Linked DNA regions of Mus musculus: regions 2, 3 and 4 are each linked to region 1. A link is a contact called in public Hi-C and HiChIP or PLAC-seq data. All regions are on one chromosome and are shown on one strand. Each heading gives the region's core, a stretch centred on a gene start, on an enhancer-like site or on the middle of the called end of the contact. The rest is flanking DNA. Distances are from core to core; before and after follow the strand shown.

The links. Hi-C and Micro-C count contacts between places; a contact is called where the count stands out from the background. HiChIP or PLAC-seq counts read pairs in DNA pulled down with a chosen protein or histone mark.
Region 2: a Hi-C map of B cells shows a contact between it and region 1, with 1.9 times the contacts expected there. The contact joins the promoter of Tec here to the enhancer-like site in region 1. A contact is called at or near these places in 5 of 39 promoter capture datasets (the C10 cell line, the HPC-7 cell line, hippocampal neurons and 2 more), 1 of 484 Hi-C or Micro-C datasets (B cells) and 2 of 115 datasets of contacts at active chromatin or transcription factors (embryonic stem cells and large pre-B cells).
Region 3: a contact with region 1 is called in an H3K4me3 HiChIP or PLAC-seq map of bone marrow-derived macrophages, with 6 times the contacts expected there. The contact joins two enhancer-like sites. A contact is called at or near these places in 13 of 39 promoter capture datasets (the 3T3-L1 cell line, 3T3-L1-derived adipocytes, the C10 cell line and 9 more), 26 of 484 Hi-C or Micro-C datasets (the G1E-ER4 cell line, the HL-1 cell line, the N1E-115 cell line and 11 more) and 3 of 115 datasets of contacts at active chromatin or transcription factors (bone marrow-derived macrophages, embryonic basal ganglia and regulatory T cells).
Region 4: an H3K4me3 HiChIP or PLAC-seq map of the 230-238 cell line shows a contact between it and region 1, with 10 read pairs. The contact joins two enhancer-like sites. A contact is called at or near these places in 3 of 39 promoter capture datasets (the C10 cell line, hippocampal neurons and pre-B cells), 3 of 115 datasets of contacts at active chromatin or transcription factors (the 230-238 cell line, large pre-B cells and microglia) and 1 of 9 other capture datasets (embryonic stem cells).

What each region holds. Positions count from the first base shown.
Region 1 is chr5:72,181,292-72,187,494 of GRCm38.p6, reverse strand. No RefSeq gene overlaps it. Among named protein-coding and RNA genes, the nearest start is that of Commd8, 16 kb to the right of the region's middle. Within about 2 kb of position 2,849, at least 111 of the 459 cell types and tissues checked have an H3K27ac peak or open chromatin away from gene starts, as enhancers often do. A contact at or near this core is called in the 230-238 cell line, B cells, the HPC-7 cell line and 2 more, where this site is marked.
Region 2 is chr5:72,865,889-72,871,665 of GRCm38.p6, reverse strand. Tec (tec protein tyrosine kinase) reads left to right here and starts at 3,218. Exons shown (of 19, transcript NM_001113460.2): 1 at 3,218-3,272.
Region 3 is chr5:72,707,960-72,714,381 of GRCm38.p6, reverse strand. It overlaps Txk (TXK tyrosine kinase), which reads left to right. Exons shown (of 15, transcript NM_001122754.2): 9 at 1,526-1,600; 10 at 3,966-4,137. Among named protein-coding and RNA genes, the nearest start is that of Txk, 42 kb to the left of the region's middle. Within about 2 kb of position 3,596, at least 27 of the 459 cell types and tissues checked have an H3K27ac peak or open chromatin away from gene starts, as enhancers often do. A contact at or near this core is called in bone marrow-derived macrophages, where this site is marked.
Region 4 is chr5:72,825,386-72,831,314 of GRCm38.p6, reverse strand. All of the region lies in intron 1 of Tec (tec protein tyrosine kinase), which reads left to right. Among named protein-coding and RNA genes, the nearest start is that of Tec, 40 kb to the left of the region's middle. Within about 2 kb of position 1,479, at least 23 of the 459 cell types and tissues checked have an H3K27ac peak or open chromatin away from gene starts, as enhancers often do. A contact at or near this core is called in the 230-238 cell line and pre-B cells, where this site is marked.

The DNA.
Region 1 (6,203 bases), core at 1,600-4,099:
TTGGAGGTCAGGTCTACTTTTGCACATAAAATATGCACCTCAGCTCCCTGTCGTGGGTCTGAAACCTAAGTATCCCAGATTTTTGTTGATAATAAATGAATAAGGTGTGACATAATCATCTATGAATACTTCCTGCTGACATTAGGACTTGTTCAGTTGGGGACAAAAAGCTGGAGTGCTGGTCAGGTCTGGCAAGGACAGGACTTGCTGTCCAGGTTGTGGGACCATTGGGAAGTAGGAATGTGCGGGCCTAGTTGAAGCACCTGTGGAGCTGCCCTGGTTGTAGGAAACACCTAGGCTTTGGCAGGATACATTTATTATGATGCTGGGAGGACCTGGAGGACAAGTCTGCTTAGGCATGTAAACTATGCACCTCAGCTCCTTGTTCTGGGTCTGAAACCCAACACTAACATTTTCATCTTCTAAGCCAGTGGCTAGGAGACAATATTCAGCCATAGGAAACTTCATCTGCTCAGTGTATCCTCTCCAGATGCTAAGCTCACACTGCCAACTGTGTTATTTCAAAAACTACTACCCTGTGGCTAAATTCATTTTTATAGATGTTATTAGATTTCCTTTTAATATGGTGGCTGGGTAATTTTCCTCTTTCCTGTGAGATGTTTGTTAAAAATTAAATGACGTGTCTCTGGTCTCTCTGGGCTTTGCATCTGCCAGAGCTCTAGGATTTGCCTTGATATCCCGGAGCATAGAGTGACATTATGATTAGGCATTATTTTGATGACATCAGCTGAGAAGTTACTTTGAGGGATATCTATCCTGATGACTCAAAAGTGCAGGCCTCGCGTTGATTTTATATTTCTGCCAGTTGTACAGAATGCTGACATTCCATTCTTTCATTATGTGATTCCCAAAGATCAAAGTCAGGTCCTTGGGTTTCACAGTGAACATCTTTGCCCATTGATCCATCTCATGGACCCTAAACCTCATACTTCTGGTCCATGTGTCCCCTAGTTTAAGACGACAGCCTTTCAGGGTGCTTTGAGTATACTGGTATCTTATTATCCCTCCTTCTCTTCCTCACCTTGAAGAAAGATGTGCAAAGAATTCCCATGTTGATCCAATAAACATAGACTGAGAGGCTGCTGTGTGGCTGACTGCTAGCAATGAAAGATGACCCAAGTCTTTGTGATACTGTGGGCTTGATCTCGAGGTTTGGAGAAGGGCAATGACCAGACAATAGTGAGGCAGTGTGAGAAGTTCTCCTCAGTGTGGAAGTTAAAGTGCTATGGGAGCAACTTGGTTAATGGCAAAGAAGAAAACTTTCTGGATATAGTGGGTTTCTAAAGGGTGAACACCACCACCACCAAAGCATATGTAAGTATAAGATAAGCTGAAGATTTTGGGCATGAAGAGCTATAATATGCAGGATGTGTCTAGCATACTCAAATTACTAGTTAGTGCTGAGGTCTTTCCAGATATTGGGACCTTTGGTTTGACAGAGCTGCTTTGGCTTGGCTCAATTCTGCATTGCTAACTAAAACTTTTGGCTCTGTAACCTACCTGATCTTGGGCTCTGACTGTCTCCTTCCCTACCATTAATTAAGACTGAAACCCTGGGACAAATGGGTAATTGATGTGTCTATTAACATATTAAGTCGATCTTGGCAGTCAGGTTCACCCAGCTTCTCTATGTGTTACAGGTTATGGCTGGCATACCTGGGCCCCCTACCCACCTACCTATCCATCACCCACTCTCCAACCCAGGGGCTGGACTGTCCTTCCCCTAGAGCTCTTCTCTTTATAATCCAGCTGCTTTGGTCACTCATCCACCCACCCATCCACCCATCTACCCATCTACCCACCCATGTCCCCCCTTTATTAACCCCTTGTTCTCGCTGCTGCCTCTGGTTCGCTTCCTCCCTCTCCCTCCGCCTCCCTTCTCTTCAGGGTCATGACTCAGTGTTGTGGCTGAGATTCCTGCCCACTCTGGACTCTCCCAGATGCTTGGCTCTGCTATGCACTCTGTTGTGTTTTATAAAAAAGAAGAGCAGGGCGTGGTGGCACGCGCCGTTAATCCCAGCACTCGGGAGGCAGAGGCAGGCGGATTTCTGAGTTCGAGGCCAGGCTGGTCTACAAAGTGAGTTCCAGGACAGCCAGGGCTATGCAGAGAAACCCTGTCTCGAAAAAACAAACAAACAAACAAACAAACAGCCAGGAATATGTTTGGTAGTGCCAAGTACGATGAGTGGGAGGGGGCCTCGGAGGGCCCATGCTGAGGTATCCCTTCCCCCTGAGGACAGGTATAGTGGAGAATAGAGTTTATTTAGGGCATGGGAAAAGGAGTTAAGAAGAGAGTAGAGACACAGAAAGACACACACTGTGGGGGGGGGGGGAGAGAAGGCTGGGGTCAGGAACACGTGGAGAGAGAGGGGGAAGGGAGGGAGGAAGGAGTCAGTGATAGAAGAGAGTCAGAGAGGACAAGAAAGAGAGGAAGGGGCAAGCAGCCCCTTTTATAGTAAGCCAGGCCTACCTGGCTGTTGCAACTGTGGGGCAGAGACAATAAACTTTCTCCTCCACCGTACCTAGGAGCAGTCATGCCCTTCCTTTTTCTTTCTTTTTTTTTTTTTTTTTCATTCACCTACAGTATGTGTATTGTTCATCAGGAAGAGGCTCGAGCAGTGGCCTCCTCCCGTTGCATTGCATTGCCTGGCAGTGTTGCAGGAGTGCATGATGGGAGCACTCCCCGAAAACGGTTGCTTCCCCTGGGAAGTTTAGTTAAGTCAATCGAACACATACTCTTGATCAGGAATCTTTCTGTTTATCTCTAAGCGTCCAATAAATACAACATGAGCGAGTCTCCACCCTGCTCTCTACCCGCCGCCTAGTCACTCTTACTTTCTGCAGTTGATTGTGGAGTCCAGCCATCTGGAGTGGACTTCAATTAGTTCTCCCCTCTCGTCAGTCTGCCTCGTATGTAAGACACCCTCTCTTTAGAGAAAGCAGTTTCACTTCTCTGGGAAGCTAATAGTCTCATCTACCAGCTCTTGTCTCCTTGGGGCTCTCTGTCTCTCATTATTGTTTCTCTTCCGACCATTTCACTGTCAGTAAATTACTCCTATCGGCCGACAAATACTTAAGAGCTGAATATATGTATACTCTATATATAGTGTTTTAAAGTAGAAGGAAAGAAAAGTCAGAAAGGTAAGTGTAAGAAGAAAGCAGGAAGGCAAGGGGCATGAATATGAAAGGGGCGGGGCCAACAGAGCTGTGTTATCTTTTGGGTCAAGCAGGGCGTGGCTTCTCTCTAGTCCTAGATCTACCCAGAAGATCTCAAACACGCTAGCCAGTTCCTTAATCCCCGCAGTTTGGTTCAGTTCCCCTTCTCCTCTGCAGCTGTCTTTTGATAGGCATTGACTATTAACACAAAGTGAGTTTCGTTATTACTACGGGCTTTGATGGTTAGTCCCTGCAACTCCCTTGAGGATTTCTTGGGCTTTTCCTTGCTTTTTGTTCCTGATTATTAAAAAGAAAAAAAGAGGGGAGGGAACATGGGGTTTCTTCTAAAAAAAAAAAAAGAGCAGAGCTGGGGAGATGGCACAGTAGTTAAAGTGCTTGCTGCACAACTCTGAAAGCAAGAGGTTTAGATTCCTAGAACGCATGTACAGGTCAGGTAGGTGTGTCGGCCCACCTGTGATCTTGAGTAGCCATAAGGCAGAGATAGGGAACCTAGGAGCAGGCTGCCTAGCCAAGACCAGCCATATGGGCAAACTCTGTGTTCAAGAGAGAGACCTTGCCTCAATGAATAAGGTCGGAGAGTGATAGAAAAAGACTTCTGACCTTGACCTCCAGATGCAGGTGTGTATAGTTATACAAGCACCTCTGCACACCTGTGTACACACCACACACACACACACACACACACACACACACACACACACGGGAATGTAATAACTCGGGGCTACAGAGCTTCAGCCCCTAGCTACCTCAAACATGATTCAACTGGAGATTTGTTACAGGCCTGGTCTGCCCACTATGGCAGTAGTGTCCCTCTCCTCCTCCTCCTATCCTTCTCGTTCTCCTCCTCTCCCTCCTCCTTCTTCTTTAAAACCTTCAAAGTCTACCTAGGTTGAATCCTCACCTCTGTTTTTTGGTTTCTTTTCTTCTTTCTTTCTTTCTTTCTTTCTTTCTTTCTTTCTTTCTTTCTTTCTTTCTTTTTTTTTAACCAGGCCCCAACCTGGTGCCATAAAACCAGCTTCCCCGCCATCAACCCTTGTAAGAAACTATTACCCAGACAGTTATCAGGCTTCATTTCTTGACCTTATGAGCATCCCCCACCCACCATCCCCTGCTGCTACCAAAGCCTTGAGTGTGTAGATGAAGTATCTTCCAATACCTCTGCTCCGGACAACGGTACACAGCCACACAAACCTTGCCCTAGAGACCCTGGCCACCTCCCCATAAATACCCACCACCTCCATAAATGGAACCAGTTCTCCTAAGCTGTTCCTGGGTGTGTGCCTTGCCCTGGAACTCATCTCTGACAGAGATCCTGCGCTGCACTTAGCCACACCCAGCTGAGCTTCCTGTCTACACCCAGCCTTCAACCCAAAGGGGGAAGTGGACATGGGCAGCACACATACACATGAAGAATGAATAAAAAGATGAGTGCACGCCCATCCTTGTTCCTGGCTTAGCCTGAGATGATTTCCCTACATCTTCTGACTTCATTAATTTAGTTCAGTCTATAGGCTGAGTTTCCACACGTCCTTTTTTCCTACAAAGCATCTTCCATCACTTCCCTTTCACCTTCCTTTTGAATGCAACATTGCCCTCTCACCTCCTGTGCAGGGCACGCTTCTCCTCTCTGTCTTCAGATTTCCATTCCAGGCCCTGCTGAGCCCACAGCTGGGCTTCACTGTTGCCTACATTGTCCAGGAAAGCTGACAGGCACGGAAGCTGATAGTTCATGCCTTTAGTCCTAAGCTATGGCATGGTTGCCATGAGTTTGGAGTCAGAACAACTACATGCTGGGTTTAAGTGTAGACTGTGCTACAGAGGGGGATACTATCTAAAAACAAAATAAACCCAAAATGAAAGAAAGATTCCACATAGCACTGAGGGGTCTACTAACAACCCCTACACAACAAAAGGCCAGGATAATTCCATACAGGGCTCAGTGGTAGTCTTTTAAAAGAGTCCTTCACTCTCATCGCTAAAATACAAACCCAGCAGCAAGTTGTGAGATGCTAATAGAATACCATTTATAATTGACACAGCAATCAGTGCTATGGGAGTGTAGGAGGAAGGGGATGCATTCTGCCAACAGGATGTAGAGGTAGGCGCAGCAAACATTTAGTAAAGGATTTAAAAACAGAAGTGAGGACTCAACCTAAATAGACTTTTAAAGTCTTTTAAAGGAGAAGAAAGAAGAGGAGGAGGGAGAGACTTCAACGATAGTGGGCAGACCAGGACTGTAACAAACCGAAAAGCACTAGGTAATCAAGATACTTCAGTGCAAGAGAATTAAACTGAGGGCCTAAAATACTCCCTGGCAGTGAATGTAGCCAGGAAACCTGGCCGTGGTGGAGGGCTTGCACATAGTTAAGGCTGACTGCTAGGGTAAGAAAACCAGCAGGGATGGAACTCTACTAAACAATGCAGATTTGGGGCACCAGGCATGTTAGTGCATTACACTACAGCAGTCCACGGGGATCCTGAGCTGTGTCCCCGACTAGGGAGGCTGTGTTGGAGAATCCAGCCTGATGTAGTTTTGGTCTGACAAGTAAGGCCTGAATGAATGAATATACAGTGAAAGGAAGCAGCGCTGCTCTGCTCAATTAGTGGAATTGTTTCATCTAGCCAGGGTCTGCATGGAATGTAGTCTGCTGGGTGGAAGGCCAAGTTTCCTCTGGTGTATATTATTGGGACACTCATTTTTGGTAATGCAGCCATAGAAACTGAGAAGTGAAGGGACTGAGGTAGCAGAATAAACTCCATTTTGCTTTTAAGACTTCATTCTAAGTTAACTTGCCTTTAGAGAGGTATGCCCCCCCCTCCCCTTGAGGCCTGAGAAAAATAGCAAAATGTCCCTGGCAGTAGCAAAATAGATATAGCAGCTGCAGCTAGCTGATAACAACAGAGTGGTAAGAAAACATAAATCTTTCTCAGGTCAAGGTGCTGCTTTTTTTGATGTATGCTCCCTCCTCGTGGTTTAACCAAGCACTGTAAACCAATTAGCTTAA
Region 2 (5,777 bases), core at 1,969-4,468, 680 kb before region 1:
CACCAGTCCCTCCAGTCCTTGTTTCCTGAGACACAGCTCACTGGGTAGCCCAGGCTGGCCTGAAACTCCTCATTCTCTTTATTCTGCTTCCCAAGTGCTGGGGTTATAGGATGTACTACCACACTCAGTTATGTGATGTACAACATAGATTGTATATGGAACTTCTTTTTTATTTCTTTTGAATTATTTATTTAGCAGTTATTATATTTTAAAATTATTTTTTTAAGATGTGTACCTTCACACCCAGCAAATTTTTATATTTGTTCGTATTGGTGTTTTGCCTGGATGGATGCCTGCTTGCCGCATGCATGTAGTACTTCCAGAGGCCAGGAGAGGGCGCCAGACCTTCTGGAACTAGAGTTAGGGTGGGTTGTAAGCCACCATAAGGGTGCTGAGAATCAAACCTGAGTCCTCTGGAAGAGCATCCAGTGCTCTTAACTGCTTAGCCGTTTCTCCAGCCTAGCAACTGTTCTTGGTAGCATAAGTAATAACTTTGTGTCTACCATTCAACAGTTTCCCTTCCTTCTATGTATTGAGTCCCAAAGAAGTAGCTACTTTTGATACACATTGGAAAGAAGCAGACATGTCATATAATTGCAATGAGGTACTCTTCACATAGGTGGAGATGCTCTGTACAAGACTAATACCATTGTTGTTGTTATTATTATTATTTATTATTATTGAGACCGGGTTTCTCTGTATAACCCTAGCTGTCCTTGAACTCACTCTGTAGACCATACTGTCCTTGTCTGTTATCATTATCATTTATTCATTCAATGAATACATGGTCAGGTGAGGGGCAGAGTCCTTGGATAGGTGAAAGGTCACAAAAGGGAGGCAGAGATGTCCAAATTAGGAGTGTCAGAAACTCCAAATACAAACACCACTTTATGTACAAACTTTTCAGACAGATTCTGTATGTTTCTTATGTGCCACGTGAAATTTACGTATGGGTTAAAAAGGGTTATCTAGCATTTAAATAAATACAATTTTATAGATGTTATGGCAATACCCAACAAGAAGAGAGACCATGGGCTCCAAGAAATGTATATAAATGCCCATTTTATATTCAACTTTATTAACATTAAGAAAGCATCATTCCATTTAGTTGAGAATATGAGGCACAAGGGTCACCCAGGGGTAGCAGACCATGTGACAGGAAAGTATCATAGTTCTTAAAAAGAAAAGAAAGAAAAGAAAAAAAAGGAAGTATCAGGTCCTTTAAAGTGGTATCAATATGATAAGCTTCCGAGTCTACACTCTACACACACACACACACACACACACACACACACACACACTCACTCACTGCAGTACTGGTAGCAGTAACTTGCTCTCTGCACGCACATGTGCCTCTACTCTTTTACATACAGTTTCACAGATTCAAGCCCCTGCTCCCCCAGGGACATCTCTCTGCATGGCAGGGAAATAAGCTCTTGAAGGGAATGAGAGGCAGGAGAGAAAAGGGAAGGTTCCTTCAGAGCTTGGCTCATTACACTGGAGGCCTTCCCGGGAGGAGAGGAACTGGAGTCAGGAATCATTGGTTCAGTTCTGCGTTCTCCTCCCATTCCCGGCCCCTTCCTAATTATATGACTTTAGGCAAGTCCTTTAAATTGCTCTTAGTTCTTTCCCTGTCAAATGGAATCTTGTCAGCTGACTTCTCGGGTCATTAAGATGATCACAGGAGAAATAGCACAGGGAGGCACTGCTTTTAAGTCCTGAGCCGTGTCGGGGAGGAGTCTTACTGCACACGTGACTGCACACGTGATCGCGAGCGTCGTCTTCAGGTTGGCTGCCTGATTCACTGTTCAACCTCAGCTCCACAGAGTCCTCCTTTGAGAAGTCCTCCTTCCTCATCAATCTCTCTTTCATTACCCCAGTTTATTTCAGCCAAGACATTTCTCACCTGTGAAATGGTTTCTTTGCTTACCGGTATATTGGTTTTCTCCCTATGTAAAGGCTCCACTGTGGAGGTCAGAGGCTAAGTGTCTTTCTCAATTGCTCTCTTCCATATTATTTGAGATAAAGTCTTTCATGGAACCCGGAGCTGGCCAGTTGGGCTAGATTGACTGGCCAAGCTATGCTTGGTTCTGCCTCCAGCTCTGGAGTACAGGTGAAAAACAGCTTCCTTCCTTCCTTTCTTTCTCTTCCCTTTTTCTTTCTTTCTTTCTTTCTTTCCTTTTTTTTTTTTTTTAAAAACATGGGCTCTACCTGATCAACCTTCGGCATAGCAAGCATTTTACAAATTAATTTCTCTCTCCATCCCAAAGGCGAACTCAGTCTTTTATTCCCATGGACTATTATGAACATTACAGTCCTATCCTGTGTCTCTCTCCTTCTGAGAGGTCCTCATATCCCTGCCCTGGCTGGCCTGGAAACCACTATGTTTACCAGACTGGCCTTAAATGCTTAGAAATGGGCTTGCCTTTGCCCTCTCAGCTGGAATAAAATATGTGGGCCACCATGCCTGTCTGACAGTACAGGATGGATGAGATCAGATAACAGTGGCTAAGACTCAAGACTACCATCAAAGACAACTTAGACTTGAAAGTAGGGAATCAAACCCAGGGCCTTGTGCATGTTAAGCAAACATTGTACCACTGATCTACAGCCCCAGCCTTTCCAGGACAGCTTCTCAGTTAGCTAGCTAGCTAGGTGACAAACGGCACGTTCTTTCCTGGAGTCTAAGAATTTTACAGTATTTAAAGTGAATAACTTGAAGGTTGTTTTCATTATTAGTGTATCAACAGTAATAATGTAAGTGGGTGACCCTATGCTAGGCTCTGATGCTTCAGGCTTGTCAGTCAAGCCACCCATTCTTCTATCACCCCAGAGCACAGCATCATCCGGTTTCGCCCGCGAGGGGCTAAGCGGAAGTGGAGGTCGGTTCTTAGCCACCCACAAGTGCTATTGCTACCGGCTCTCCGAGCCGGGGACGAAGGAGCATTTTTCTGGACGGTTCTCTTAGGATGGGAAGTCCGGACTTAGAGAGACCCCACGCCGCGTCTGTCTGGATAAGAGACGCTCCCTGGAACTTCGGCCGCAGGACCGCGAGCTCCGATTCTTCCCTTTGGCTTTGAAATCGCGGAAGGAAGGTGGGACACTGGCGCTGTGGGCAGCGGAGGGCAGAGGCGGCGCGGCGAGGGGGCGGGGCCAGGGAGGAGCCGGGCGGTGGGCGTGGCCGATGGGTTTGGTCAGCGCTTGCCGAGCTCCGGGCTCCGCAGTTTGGACGTCGCTCTGTCTTGGCTTGTCTCGGCACGCGCTCCGTCAAGGTAAGAACCAAGGGACTCTCGGCGCTCACGGAGTTGGCCTCCACCTGCGGGAGACTGACCTTAGTGGGATTAGGGAGGATTTTTCTACCCTTCTCACGGAGGTGAGAGCGGACTCTCTGCGTCAGGTCAGAGGCCCGTCCCCCTTGGGCCAGGAAGAAGGGACAGGTGCGCTCCCCTGATGGCCGCGCCTTCCCCGGTGGCTGCAGATCTGAGCCCTTTTGGACTTGGTATCTGAGCCGAGAGGACTCGCGATTGAGTTCCTTTCCCAGTTGAGCGGCAGGGGGCCTTTCTTCTTTCTGCTTGTCCCGCGGTAAAGTTCGAATCCAGGAAGACAGTCCACAGTTGCTTGTGCCCGAGCAGGTGCACGTACTTCTTTAGCTATTTTTCTCTTCTGGAAAGTGGTATCTGGATCTTGATAAACAGGGACTCGAAGAATCAAAGTGGGAAAAACTACGTGGACCTTGTCCCGAGACTGTGCAATTTCCCCTGGATCTGACATTTCTTAACTTTTTCCTGTCGTTGGCGAATATGTTTCTGTGTACCAGGTCCCATTCGGGCTTATCTTTGGAAAGTGGAATATTTGGTTAGAAGAGTTGATCGCAGTGTTAAATTGGGACAACTGGGTGGCTGGCTTGGTTAAGTGGGTTTGGAGCCTATCCAGACAGAATAGTTGCATGCTTTAAGCAGAGGTTTTACATTTTTCCAGTGAGTTCCCATTTTCCTCTAAGGAAACTCTGACAACCTATTCCCGTCTATATAATTCTTTTACAGAGCCGAGGCGCGGTAGGAGGAAGCATCGAGTCTCCTAAGTAAGATTTGGGATTTAATAGCTGAGTGATCGACACTGTAGCTCTGTGGTCTATAGACTCAAAATAAGGAAGAGCTTGATTTTTTTCCGCGAGGCGGGGGTTGGGGGGAGCTGTGGCTAAACTTACACATTAAGTATTTGAAAACATCCATGTCGTCCAGTTACATTTTCATTGTTTAAGACAGACCTATCTTTTCGCCATACACTTATGAATCCGATCACTATTCCTCTCCTTGCCAGCTCAGGGGTGCTTTCTGTAGGGTGCCTATGTAAATCACCCTCGTTCTTCCCACAAGGGTGTGTGCCTTCGGGTTTGTGGAATTGTGTGGGGACAGGTATTGTAAACACATGCAAATCAGTGAAGCGCTCTAGTAGGCGATACCTTTGCCCTACATGGATCTTTGGCCTAGAGTTTCCCTCTCTTTCTAGATTGGAAAGAATCTAGGGTGGGAATGCAAGGTTTAGCATTGCCACACTGTTTTCTTGATTCCCTTACAACAAGGTGGTCTTGTTTACAGACAGGGCTGGGGCTATGTGTAACCTCTCTCCCTACAGCTGATCCTTAAAGGAGGATGGAGATACTGTGGACAATTACTGGCACATTTGTGTTCTTGAAGAATGCCTGGCCTCCCCCTATCCCCCCCCTCGCTCCCCCCCCTCCCCGCCCCGCACCCAGGGCCTCTAACCACACCTCTTCCTACAGGTTCTCCAGGCTGCCCTGGTTGGTGCCTCTCTTCCTTCCCTGCACCCATCCTACTAGATTTTGGCATTTACTTCACCCCCCCCCCACTCCCTCCACTCCCATCTGGGGAAGATCATTTGTTGATACTCAGCTTGCTGATGGCTCCCCTGTGGATTCTCAGTAAGTGTCTGTGGACTTTGTCCCTGTTCAGAGCCCGTAGAAGCTCTGCTCTCGTCCAGTGAGCAGCAGGTGAAGCAGAGTCTTTGAAGTTGAATTCGTATCAAGCATTAAGGTCCTTCGCGGGGCATTCAAGTCTGTAAGAAAGGAATGAAATTGACTTCTGATCATGGGAAAATGATCTCATTCCATGTGATTATGCTGTTAGAAGAGATTTGTTGGAAAAAACAACCACAAGCCACCTAGAGGAGAGGGCGTAGACCTTATCTGTATCTCCATGCTTGTCTCCACCTAGGCCTGCCTTTCAATCTCTGCCTGGGTCAGCCAGTCCTTACTTGGGTCAGATTATAACTACTAATTTGACTGCATGTTTGACTGCTCAGGGCACAGATGACCAAAGCTACCATGAAGTAGAGGTTGAAAATTACATTTCCATTGTAAAGGCAAAAAAAAAAAAAGGAAGGAATTAAAACAACAGCAGCAGCAGCAGCAACAACAACCAAAACCCCATAAACAGGTTGCTATTGGGAAACCAGAAGGAGCAAACAAATTTAAATATATGTAGGCACAGAATCTGGGCTCTGAAGTAGCTAGATCAAGATAAGCCACACGATTTATGGCTAGGTCAATATTCACAGCTCAGCTAAACACATATTTTTGTGTTCCTTGGGATTAGTAATTGTTTGGCGTGTGTGTGTGTGTGTGTGTGTGTGTGTGTGTGTGTACTTCTCATTAATTCAATCTGCAACTCTTGACCGATTCTCCAAGCCTTCTCTTAAAGAAACCAGGTTTTCTCTCTACTTTATTTGCCCCAAGAAGCTGAACATGAACCTTCTTG
Region 3 (6,422 bases), core at 2,347-4,846, 530 kb before region 1:
TTTTTTTTTTTTTGATTTTTGAGACAGGGTTTCTCTGTGTAGCCCTCTTTGTAGACCAGGTTGGCCTGGAACTCAGAGAATACACCCTTCTTGATGATGATTTCTTGCCTCTTCCTACCCGCTGCTTCATGGTTCATGCCTCTCCTTACTCTCTCATGCCTAGAACACCTTTTCGAGTTTCTCCTTTTTGGCAGATGCCATTCCTCCCAGAAGACACACATGTGCTAGGCGTTCTTTGTCTGTGTCCCGGCTAGGCTGTGTGTGTCTTCACATAATATCCCTTTTTACATGTGAGAGCTGTCTCGTCTTGTATTTCTTACCGAGGGAAAGCTTCCTGCAGAAGGAACCCGCCATCTCAGGAATCACTGTGTGGATCAGCTGAGGCCTTTGGGATTCACCTAGAAGAGAATCCTGTGCATTAGGTCCTAATCCCTTCTGTTTCCCCACTGGCTAGACTTGTCTCCGCCTCCCACTGGCTAGACTTGTCTCTGCCTCCCAGTCTTTGCACACTATTCACCTGCCTGGGCTTTCCCAACTGGTTTTTGTGGGTGACTCCTTGTCAGTCACTGTCTTCATACCTATGATAATCTTGTCTGAAAGGCCTTCCTAGATCACTCATTCTCTGATAACTACATTTATCCACTTTGTCTGGCTTACCATCGTTGACGTTTTCTTGTGCGTGCACACACTGGTTTATTTCCCACTCCCCTAGAAAGTAGGGCCCCTGAGAGCAGAGGCCGTCAGCATCTCCTTCACCGCTGTCTCCTAACATCAACATAGAGCATGATGCGAACAGACTTTCAGTTAGTAGCGACCGAGGAAATAAATAATGGATGTTTATTGACAAATTTAAATTGGTTGTCTAGAATTCTTTTCATGTTGACCCAATCATATGAAGTCTTATTCATTCGACTATGATACTGTCAAACAAAACAGAACAAAACCAAAACAGAACAAAAGAATCCCACAAAAATCTATTTTCAAAGGGTGTTCAATTTGATGGTTAACGCTTTTGCAAATAATTTGATCAAGTATCCCATTTTGTAAGAGGAAACTTTGGGAGACTAATACAAACATATGTTCAAGAAAATATAGTATATTTTATAACAGCAAAATCTCAGAAATATTTTGGGGTCTATTTATAGTCCTCTGTATGTATAAACTACATGCTTGATAGGAAAAAGTTATATTAAAACATTTATAATTTGTGTACAATGTATGTATGTACTACATACATGCTTCCAAAATATTCAAAGAAAGCTTTGCCAAGTTTTTTTTTTTTTTGGCCAAAGTGATAATAATTCATCGGTGCACACTGAAATGTTGTGAGAGAACTTTGTGTGAACTTTGTGTACAGTGAGTATCTATCAGGAAGGTGTTTTTAGGTGGAGATTAGAGAATTATAATGACCCACCAAATTGTTATACCTAATTATTTAAAGGCAAGTGCTACCTTCCAGTATACCTACTTCTTCCTACTGTAACTAATAACTAGCTTTGATATGCTCATTTTTCTTTCTCCTTAGGTCTCATATCTCGTCTCCGCTATCCCATTGGGCTCCTGGGCAGCTGTTTACCAGCCACATCTGGTTTTAGCTATGGTAAAGTACACACATGTGCTGAGGGAATCCATCCATCCATCCATCCATCCATCCATCCATCCAGGAACCACCCTGAAGATTCCTTAAATTCTCAGTTCGTTTGAAATGTCTATCTGCATATGTTTCCTTTAAAAATGTAAATCTCTTGCTGGAGATGTTGAAATAACCCATCTCCCAGGGCAACGTGAAGTCAGTAGCAATGTTCTGGTTTAGCTTAGCATTTCACCGTGCCTTATGAGGACCTGTCATCCTCCCATTTTGATAAATAACTACTATTCTCTGGATGTTGAGGCTGTTGTTTTCTGATTACAAGGTTTGCTGGGAAATGACTGCTTTCCATGAGAAAAGAGCTGTTGAGTTTAACGGCTCCGCTTCACTTTTGTTCACACAGAATCGCTACCCTCAGATTCAAATCACTTTCTAGCAGGTGTGACATTTACACGTCTGTGAGACTAAATGTCAACCAGGGAAATATTGTTTTCTGACTTGTAGAAAATGCTGTTCCCTTGAATTCCTCTCATTAGCAGGACTCAGATTATATTGGGAAAGAAACAAGGAACAGTGAGAATTATATTGCATAAAAATGACTATGATTCAGGGTCTTAGTTTAAGAATGTTGGAAGGAGGACTTCAGGGTGCTATGGGTACATCTATCATTCCTATATGTAAGATCTTATGTAATTAGCAAGGCAGTTGGCAATTATGCTCTTTACTTTTTCAGGAAAAGATCAACTTTTTTGAACAAAATATGGCATAAGCCACACCTATTGCATAGTGGGTTTTTTTGTTTGTTTTGTTTTTGTTGTTTTTTTGTTTTGTTTTGCCAAGTTTTGAGCACTTTAGGTAATCGAATGAGAAACTACACACTCTGTCTGGCCTCTTCCTGTTCTCACCACTTTGAATTTCGTCTACTGTGTTGGGTGTGGCCAGCTCATTTTCCCTGGGACGGAGGGCTACACTGTCAGGGTTGCTACCTCCTTTACACAGCTATTAGGGTTGTCCCTCAGGCTTAGCTCTTACAAGTACTATAGTTATGAAAGCTCTCGTTTATGTTTAGATGATAAATGTTCAGTTAGGCCCTGCTGTAAGTATAGTTTAGAGTAGTTTTGTCTCATCAAAGGCTAGTCACAATGTTTGAGATTTCCTAGGCAGAATCAATTTTCCAAAGAATCTATACCAAATTCCACTCCTATCAGCAATGTATAGGAATACCAGGCCTATAGTTTCACCCTTGGTAAAAATTCCCTTTAGCCATTTTGTTAAGTGTTTGACGGTATTGGTTTATGGTTTAATTTTGATCCCTCACGATTAGTTATTTTGGCCACGGTTTAATAGGTATAGCAGTCATTTAGATATTCTGTTTTATGAGGCCTGCTGAAGCCAGAAGAGGGACAGAGTTGGGTTTCCTTGAGATGGAGCTCAGAATGGTTTTGAGCCAGCTTGTGGATGCTGGAGATTGAACCCTGGTCTTCTGCAGGAGCAGCAAGCACTCTCAACCACAGGGTCAACTCTCCAGATAAGCAGACAAAATTATGAGTTGTAGTTTATTAATATTTTCCTGTGATAATATTCTATCAAGAAATTCTGTGCCACTGTCAAGGTCATAAATCCGTTTCTCCTGTCACCTTTACAACAGCATTTCCCTGCTGAGTTGGGGACTACTTATCATCATTAATAATCCTGCTAAGTGCATTGTCCTAAAGTTCCAGCAGGTGGCGGTGTTGCTGTAGGGAAAGTTAGGTGCTAAAAAAGTTAAGCTTGCATAGTTTCAAGGGTATTATTTTATAAACAGTTCTTTTTCTCCCCCTTCCTGGCTTGCTTATGAGAAATGAGAAATATACAACAACACAAATTTCACCTTAAACACATGTTTAGATATATGTTGGTTAACAGCCTGGTAATGGACATGTATACAATTACATATATTAGACCCATCCCTAAGGAGAGGCTACGCAAGGCAGGAAGGGTGTTTTAGCAGTGGAATGAGAACAGTAGGAGAAACTGAAACAACAAGAGGAAGTACCTCCGGAAAAGAAAATGCCCCACCCTTAGCACTATAACAAATCCAGGCTGGGGACATCCATGCTTTAGGTCCCACCACTAGTTTTGTTTAGAAAAGTACATGGATATGTGTAATATTATGTTTTGATAGTCTCAGTGCTATATATTCTTGTCTCCAAGCAGGCAATTCTTTTAACCCTTGACATCTTGGATTATATATTGTTACAGATCCTTACCTGTATACCTTTAACATCTATGTAAAACAAGGAGATAGGACTGGATAATTCTGAAATCTTTCGCTCTCCCTTTCTGTCCTTTAACCATCCTTCCTTCACTTTTTAACACGAGTCCTTTGCCTTTCTAGAAAAGTGGGAGATAGATCCATCAGAGTTGGCTTTTGTCAAGGAGATCGGAAGTGGTCAGTTTGGGGTTGTCCACTTAGGAGAATGGAGAGCACATATCCCGGTCGCCATCAAGGCCATCAATGAAGGTTCCATGTCTGAAGAAGACTTCATTGAGGAAGCCAAGGTGATGATGTAAGTGCAAGGTCCTGCCCCACGTACTCACGGCCCCGCCCCTCAGAGTCTCAGACAGAACCTGGACTTTAGAATCAGACACACCTGCACCTGGCTCACGACTCTGCCCAAGACATTGTGTAACCCTGGCAAATTACTTAACCTCTGTGTGACATGCATGAACTATGTCATCCTCAAGTCTATAGAGTCCTCACCTATACAATTGGAAACAACGGGTACTTCTGACATTGGATCGCTGTGTGAGTTAATGAAATGGTCAATGAGAAAGACAAGGAAAGTATATTATGCTTAGCTTAGTGGTAGGTGCTGAGTAAATGTTAGATAAGGGGCTTCTTGAATGAGACAACCTTGGCTGGGAACTCAGGGATCAGACTTTCTGAGGGTGAAGAGTTGAGTGAACAGGAGAAAAACTTCTCACAGGCAGAGACGCGTGTGGGTAGAAATGTGTGTTCCTGCTTCCTGTCATGGTACTTTCTCTACACACGTATTAGAGACGTGTCATAACTCACTGCAGGACAACTGGTAGATATATTTACATTTGTAGCTAGTAAAGCTATTTTCTTGGGACCGGAATGTTCCCCGAGGCTCATAAGACTTGTGAAGCTAATACAACTTAACATGATTCAGGAGTCCAGGAATTTGTAAGAGTCACGAGCCCCTCCACAGGGTTACAGGAACAGTTAGTAATTGCTAGGAAGAGGACTTCCTCTAGCAGGCTAAAAGTTGTGCAGGGAGAGCCAGGTGCGTGGGTGGATTCCTGCGTGCGTGCGTGCGTGCGTGTGGTGGTGTTGAATTGGAGAAGCCTATTAGAAGAATTAAAGATGACAAAGTAGTCAGGTAAATGTGTAAGGCTAGAGTTGGAGAGAGGTCAGGGTAGAGGGCACGAATTTGAGAATGGTTCCCCAGAGATGATATTGAGAACCATGAAACTTGATTCTGTTAGCGACGGAAGAGAAGAGTTGGAAAAGGATATCAGGAGATGTCCTGAGCTCCCGTGTCTCAGGATGCTCTTTCAAGGGAAGACACGGGAGCTGAGGAACTTTGCAAGAAGGCTAAAAAAACTTGAAAAGAATTAAATCCATCTACCAGTGGTCCTATAGTGATTTGTGGAATGTCTAACCAGGGACTGATCCGTGTGTAGAGAAAGTAACATCACAGGAACACACATTTCTATTCACACGCTTCTCTGCCTGTGTGAAGTGTTGGTCCTATTTGTTCAACTGAACCACATATGAGGGTTCATTTGCCTGCCTTTGCCTTACTTCCAATAGACATCTGTCTTATCTCAGATGCATTTTGACAGTCACCCTCGTAAGCGAATGCTTTGTCATGTTTCAGTTCTCAAATACTTCCATGAAGTTATATAGTCTCAGGGTTCTTATGGCTTGAAAATGTTTCATTCTGAGATTTGCTGTCCTGACATTATTTTGCACACATGCAAATTGCATTCCTTAACTGGAAGTATGCTTACGGACTTGAAAGATAAATCAAAAAATGTTGAATGTATACCTTCTCCGTCTCTCTGTCTGTCTCTGTCTCTCTTTCTCACTTTACCTTTATGGGTGATAAAAAGAACATTTCTAAGGTACTTTTCACAGCATTTCTGACCAACACAACTGCTTTTTAAAAGATACATCTTTTAAAAATTATAAAACATTAATTTAAAGTTATTTTCATGAATATTTGGTGGTGGTGGGGGTGTTGAAGCCTGGATTGCCAAACAAACAAACAAATAGGTATTGGGGCAGGAGAGATTGCTCAGCTGTTATGGGTATTAGTTGCTCTTGCAGAATTCCCAGGTTGAATCTCAGGATCCATATGGTGGTTAACAAGTATTTGTAACTACAGTTCAACATCGGAAGCCCTCTCTGGCGCCCGTACTGTTGCATACACATGGTGCACAGACTTATGTGCAGACAAAAATACCTATGCAAATAAAAATTTATTTTAAATTAAGAGTATATTTTAATAGGAAACTTCAACTCTGTGTGATTACCAAATATACTACAGGGTTTCATGCTGGCGAATCATTTTTAGTCTCCAGCTACTTCTAAACGTTTACTTTGAAATCCCTTTACTCTTTAGAATTCTGTTTTCTTCCTCATGACCACCAGTCTATTCTGCCCTCCCTGCTGCCTGCCTGGAATTTTCCATCTAAAGGTTGTAGTTAGTACAACTGGGATCCAAAGAGCAGGAACTCTTAAGACCTGCACTGGGGAAATCCATAGTGAGGATGCTAAAGCTGACAGGACAGGAAGAAGAAGAGATGGCTGCAAGTCAGACAG
Region 4 (5,929 bases), core at 230-2,729, 650 kb before region 1:
ACAGAAAAGCCAAGCTTATCTGTGCAATCTTGATGTAATTTTATCTCTTGATAATCTCTACGTAGCACCTTGCATGTATCACTTGATATTTCAAATTTAGGTTCTATTTTACTTCCTCTTCCACCTCGTTGGTCACTCCTGAAGAGAATGTGGCTCTCTTGCACAACCTACCCTCCCACACACACAGAAAAACACTTCCTGCCCCCCAAAAACATTTATAATAATAGCAAGATTATTACTTATTTATATTATTTTGATGCTATAGATTCTGTTTAGATAGCCAGGTCAGGATATAATATGGTTGCTTTCGTATGGCTTTTCTGTATGGTTTTTATTTTCCTTGGAATTAATTACTTTCATTTCTTATATCAATAATGTTTAGCTAATTTATTATGAGCTGCCCCAGGTATTCAGTTTTATCTTCTACAAGAGCTCTTCCCAGGAACCTTCTAACTTGATCTTTTGAAGAGGTTGGCCACTTGGCTTGCTGCTGCCTGTCATTTATCTTGGAATTTCCCTTCATTATGATGGGAGATTGGAATGTCTTTTGCCTTTTTGTTTTTCTTTTTAAAAACACTTTTCTTTGGTTCTTTGTGAATTTCATCATGCACCCCAGTCCCCTCATCTCCCCCTCTCCTGTACCTGTCCTTCACCCTTGCAATTTCTCCCCACCCCAACAGAGAGGAAAAAAATCTCATTGTGGAAGCTGTAGTGTGTCACAGGGTACCCTTTTGTCCAACAGTTCTTTACTTGCAAATGTTCATTGCAATGACTTGTTGGTCTGGGACTAGGCCTCTGGCTTCTGCTACTCTATGAATACTGGAACCTCACTGGGATTCCTCTTGGATATCACATTATTGCCCTGTGTCTTGTAGATCTTATCGTTTTGGATCTGTAGAACTGGCCTGCTCATCAATGGGTAGATGTTGGGGTAGGCCAATTCAAAGCCCTGGATCTTCTCCTGAGAGATCAGTCTGACAGCTTTCCTGCTCACACCCTTTGGGCCAGCTCACTGGCAACCCCCACTCCTAGGGCCAGTTCTACTGTGCTGCCCAGGTGAGGGGCAGGGCCTGCCCTCCTAAGGGCTACAACAGGTGAGGGGCAGGGCCAGTTCTCCTGACCTGATGATCTTGGGGCCAGCTCTCCTGCCTGCCATAGGAAGTAAGGGATGGAGAAGGGGGCATTTCTCTTATGTCCATGTCACTGCCCAGCAGACAAATAGTGGAGCCAACTGTTCCTCACTCCCTCCCTCAGGCCAGCCTGCCTGCACCCCCACCACCAGTGTCAGCTCTACTATGCTGCCCAGGGGAGGAGCAGGGCCCACTCTCCCAAGCGCTTTATTTGGTGAGGGGCAGGGCCAGCTCTCCTGCTCTCATGATCCTGGGGCTAGGTCTCCTGCCTGCCACTAGGTGGTGAGGATTGAGGGTGAGGAGGGTATCTCTCCCTTGTCTATGCTACCACATGGGAGATGAGTGGTAGGGCCAGCTCTTCCACATGTGTATCTTTGGGTCAGCTTACCCACAACTTCTGCAATGTGCGGCCTGCTCTCCCCAGTATTAAAGTTGGCTAGGTGTGGGGGTCTGCTCTCTTGCTCTTATGCCCCCAAGACCAGCTCTCCCACGATGACCAGGTGAGGGGTGGGGCCAGTTCTGCACAGTCCTCAGACATCAACTCATCCCTAGGTGGCAGACCAGACCAGGGATGTCTGCTGCTATAGGGCCACAAACGCAGACGTGGCTCCCTGGTAATAGCACAGGCTAGGATGCCACCGCGGTCCCATGTGGCATCACCAGCTACTCACATTAAGTTCTTCCCCAGTACCCTTGCATCTCTGGTTCTGCTGCTCTTCATTGTGACCTCCTCTTTCTGTTTCTCTTTCTCTTCCATTTCTTCACTGTTCACTTGTTCCTCTTAGGTGGTACCCGGGGTCTCTGAGTGTCTGGGGTCATTATGCCCGCTCATGCATTACAGTATTAGGCAAGGGTCATCTCAGGCATGGTGTGGCACCCCCATGCCCCCCAGGCCTGTGAGGTGCCAGACTGGTGGTTATCTCTCAGGCTAGCTCCCCGTCAGGCACAAGTTGCCCCTTGTGAGGGGATCTGTCTTGGGCTCATTCCTGCCTGGGATCCAGGCAGGGTTCTTCTGCCTGTCTCTGGCTTGCTCCACATGCTAAGAGTCCATCTGGGCTTTCCTGGTACCAGACTGGAGGACAGCTCAGGCCAGCTCCCTGTCCGGAGCAGGAAGGTGGTTATCTCAGCCTCACTTCTTTCAGGGAATGTTAGGCTACTATTCAGATGTTCATAGGTCACATATGAATGCTGTATTTATGATCCTATACCTGTATTGACATTCTGCTGAGAATAGGACTTAAGTTAGCAGACTACTGTCTTCTGGTGGCTCTCCCTACATTTTCTCAGGTCTCAGTTTCCCCTAGGGGGAAACTCTCTGCTTCTGAGCTGCCAGGACTGTTGTGGTGACTGCCATTCGGAGTTTTGATCTTTTCTATTATTATTAGCTTTTAAGCCTTTTGAACCTTCTGTCTCTTTCCATAATTTTGAAATTTTATAAGATGTGACTTGGTTATAGTTTGAATCTGGATATAACCTTTATTTTGACCAAAAAAAAAAAAAAAAGCCTACTTTTTTGCTTTTTTTTTTCCCCCCATTGTTTTGTTTGGTTTTGCCCTTGAACTCTCAAGTTTCAGTCCCTGGGCTTCTGGGTGGGCCCTCTAATGCTATTGTGTTTTCTTCCCAATTCATTGTTTGTTTGACTTTCTGTTGTAGTTCGTGGGAGACTTCCTTAGCTTGCATTTTAACTCTCCTGAGTTTTTTGATTTCTACTGTGTTAATTTCCAGTGTCCACACCCCACCTCCTTTGGGTACTTTATTGTTTATTTTGCCTGTGTCACAGCCTTGTGTCATATGTGTTTGGTGTTAAGATCTCCCTCGAATTCCTTGGTGATCCAAACTTTCCTTCATTTTGTGTTTAGGGTTGGGCCTTTCTGGCGTCTTTTTGTACTCAGTGATCTGGATCGTGTGGCACGAGAGAGCCGAGTGGTCACACATTTACTTACATGTGCTCAGAGCCTTTCACATCAGCTCCCTTTGCAGGGTGGTACCTCTGCCTCAGCTCTTCATTTTTCCTGAGATAGATCCTGTCTTAAGTTTAATGAAACAACAACAACATCAGCAATAAAAAAGCAAACAAATAGAACTTTAGTTCTACCAAGCATTGAGAGTAGCTACCTATGACACAGAAAAGGGGGTATTTTTTTTAAATAGACCTGCAAAAAATTACCTTGGAGCTGGGCATGGTGGTGCAATGCCTTTCATGTTTGAGGCCATAGAGAGTTTTAGGTCAACCAGAGTTGCATAGTGAGACTCTGTTGTAGTTGAACTTTCACTACTTTGTGGGTTCTTCTTTCTCCCTCTGTTCTCCATCCTTTTTCCTCCCTTCCAGCCCCCTAGCACTAGATAGAAGAGAAAAAAGATAGAAAGGAAAGGGAACAAGCTTATCATTACACTACTTCCTGCAGATTAGGGGCATTGAGACCCTTGGGACAAATTTGATTTTCGCCATCAGGACATCTAATTTCTTCTTCTTTTTTGTGAACAACTACTTAACAAACCGTGACCGACAGCAACCAACCAACCATGACCAACAGCAACCGACCAACACCAACAACCCACTCTCAGGGGCCTAGCATTTTTATACCCTCTGAAAAGTCCCCAGAATTCCAAATATCACACAATGGCAGAAATTGTCTGCAGCTGGCAAAATCACGTGTCCTCATGAAGCAAATCACAGTCAGCTGCTGTGACAATCTGAGGCAACCCCCTATTCCAGTCCTGGGATTAAAACAAAAACATATTCTTACAATATTTGTGTGTTTTTAAAAGAAATCAAAATTCCCACTACACCCTGTTTCAGTCCTTTCCTCTGAAACATAATTCCTTCCTTTAAAGAGTTTTGAAGAGAGTTCAGTTGGTAAAGTCCTTGCCATGTAAGTATGAGGGGGCTAAGTCTCATTTACAGGCATCCATAGAAAAGGCACAGCAGGACATGCCTGCAATCCAGTGCTGGGGACACAGAAAGGCGTGCGCCACCACGCCCGGCCAGTTAATTTCTTAATAACAAGTAAATAAAATAGTTATTTTTGATGGACTTCCAGGAAGGAAGTGGGTGTTTTTTCAGCCCTTCATCTTTAGCTGAACTTTTCTAAGAGAAGAAGTGTACTTCCGTTAAACCCTTTGAGGGACAAAGGCTTTCGTTGGCTAGAATTTTCCATTGACCAGTGAATTATATCAAGACAGTGTATTTATGTGGGAAGAGCTCTTCATTTGGAACTAGGAGGGAATGTTTTTTTTCTGGTCTTGGTCTACATTACTTTGGGCAAGATGCTTTAATGATGTTTAACCTAGCCTTAGATTTTTAATTTGTGAGGCAAAGGAGATGATGTGTAAGATCCCTTCCAGCTCAGATGGTATGGACTATTAATATTAGTCTATTAGTCTCTCAGTAAATCAGATCGGACGATTCCTCCTCACCCTGAAGTCATTAAACAGACATTTTTCTTATCTTTGCTGTCTGGATTTTTGCTTTCAGAACTGCAGTTAGGACATGCTGTAGCCAGTGCCTTCCAAAGTCTGTGTACTGTGAGGCAACACTGGAGCTGCTTCCTGGATGAGAACTATGTGTTCTATACACGTGTGTCTAGAGCCTAGTCTGCTTTGCTCCTGGTAACCTTTCCTAAGTAGCCATTTTCTTTCCTTCCTGAAAATGTCTTTTTATAAAGATTTCTAAGGAAGTAGAGTTTGCATACCAGTAGTTTCTCAGGAAAACAATATAGAGTCTATCTATCTATCTATCATCTATAATCTATCTGTCTATCTATCTATCTATCTATCTATCATCTATATTTATCTATCTATCTATCTATCTATCTATCTATCATCTATATCTATCTATCTGTCTGTCTATCATCTATCTATCTATCATCTATATCTGTCTGTCTGTCTACCTGTCTGTCTGTCTATCTATCTATCTATCTATCTACCAATCATCTATCATCTATATTTGTCTACTATCTATCTATCTATCTATCTATCATCATCATCATCATCATCTATATCTATCTATAGTCTATATCTATCTGTCTGTCTATCTATCTATCTATCTATCTATCTATATCTATCATATCTATCTATCTATCATCTATATCTGTCTATCATCTATCTATCTATCATCATCATCTCTATCTATCTATCTATCTATCTATCTATCTATCTATCTATCATCTATATCTATCTGTCTATCATCTATCTATCTATCTATCTATCTATCTACCTACCTATCTACCTACCTACCTACCTATCTATTTTTGAGACAGGATCTTATTATGTAGCCCAGGTTTGGCTTGAGTCTTATGATCCCTTTTCCTTAGCCTCCTGAGGGTTGTGGTTTATTACTATACACCAAAATGCACAGGCCAAAATTGTAATATAGTAAGAGGACCAACTTAGATGCAAAGAGAATAAACTTTTTTTGATTGCTCATTTATGATCTACGTGGATTAATGGGTCCAGGTCGCAAATGTTTATCAAGCAGCTGGGTGGTAGGAAGAGGCACAAGGCTTCAGGTTCTTCTTTAAGAGAGTGGGACACAGTTCCACTTACGTGTAGAGTTAGGATGTCCAGGCCCCGCCGCAAACCTAGAAAATATTAAAGAAAAATGGGAGCAGAGCCTAGATACCTACCTGTATTTTAAAGCATTGTTTGGGTGATTCTAATGTACACCTTGGTAGATCAACAGCTAGGTGAGAAGTTATGCTGTGTCCATTAATTGTTAGACATGGAAGAATTTGACGAGCTTGGTGATGAACGAGAGAGATTATGAGCCCAGGTATTGGCAGGTTTTCATTAGCTAGAGA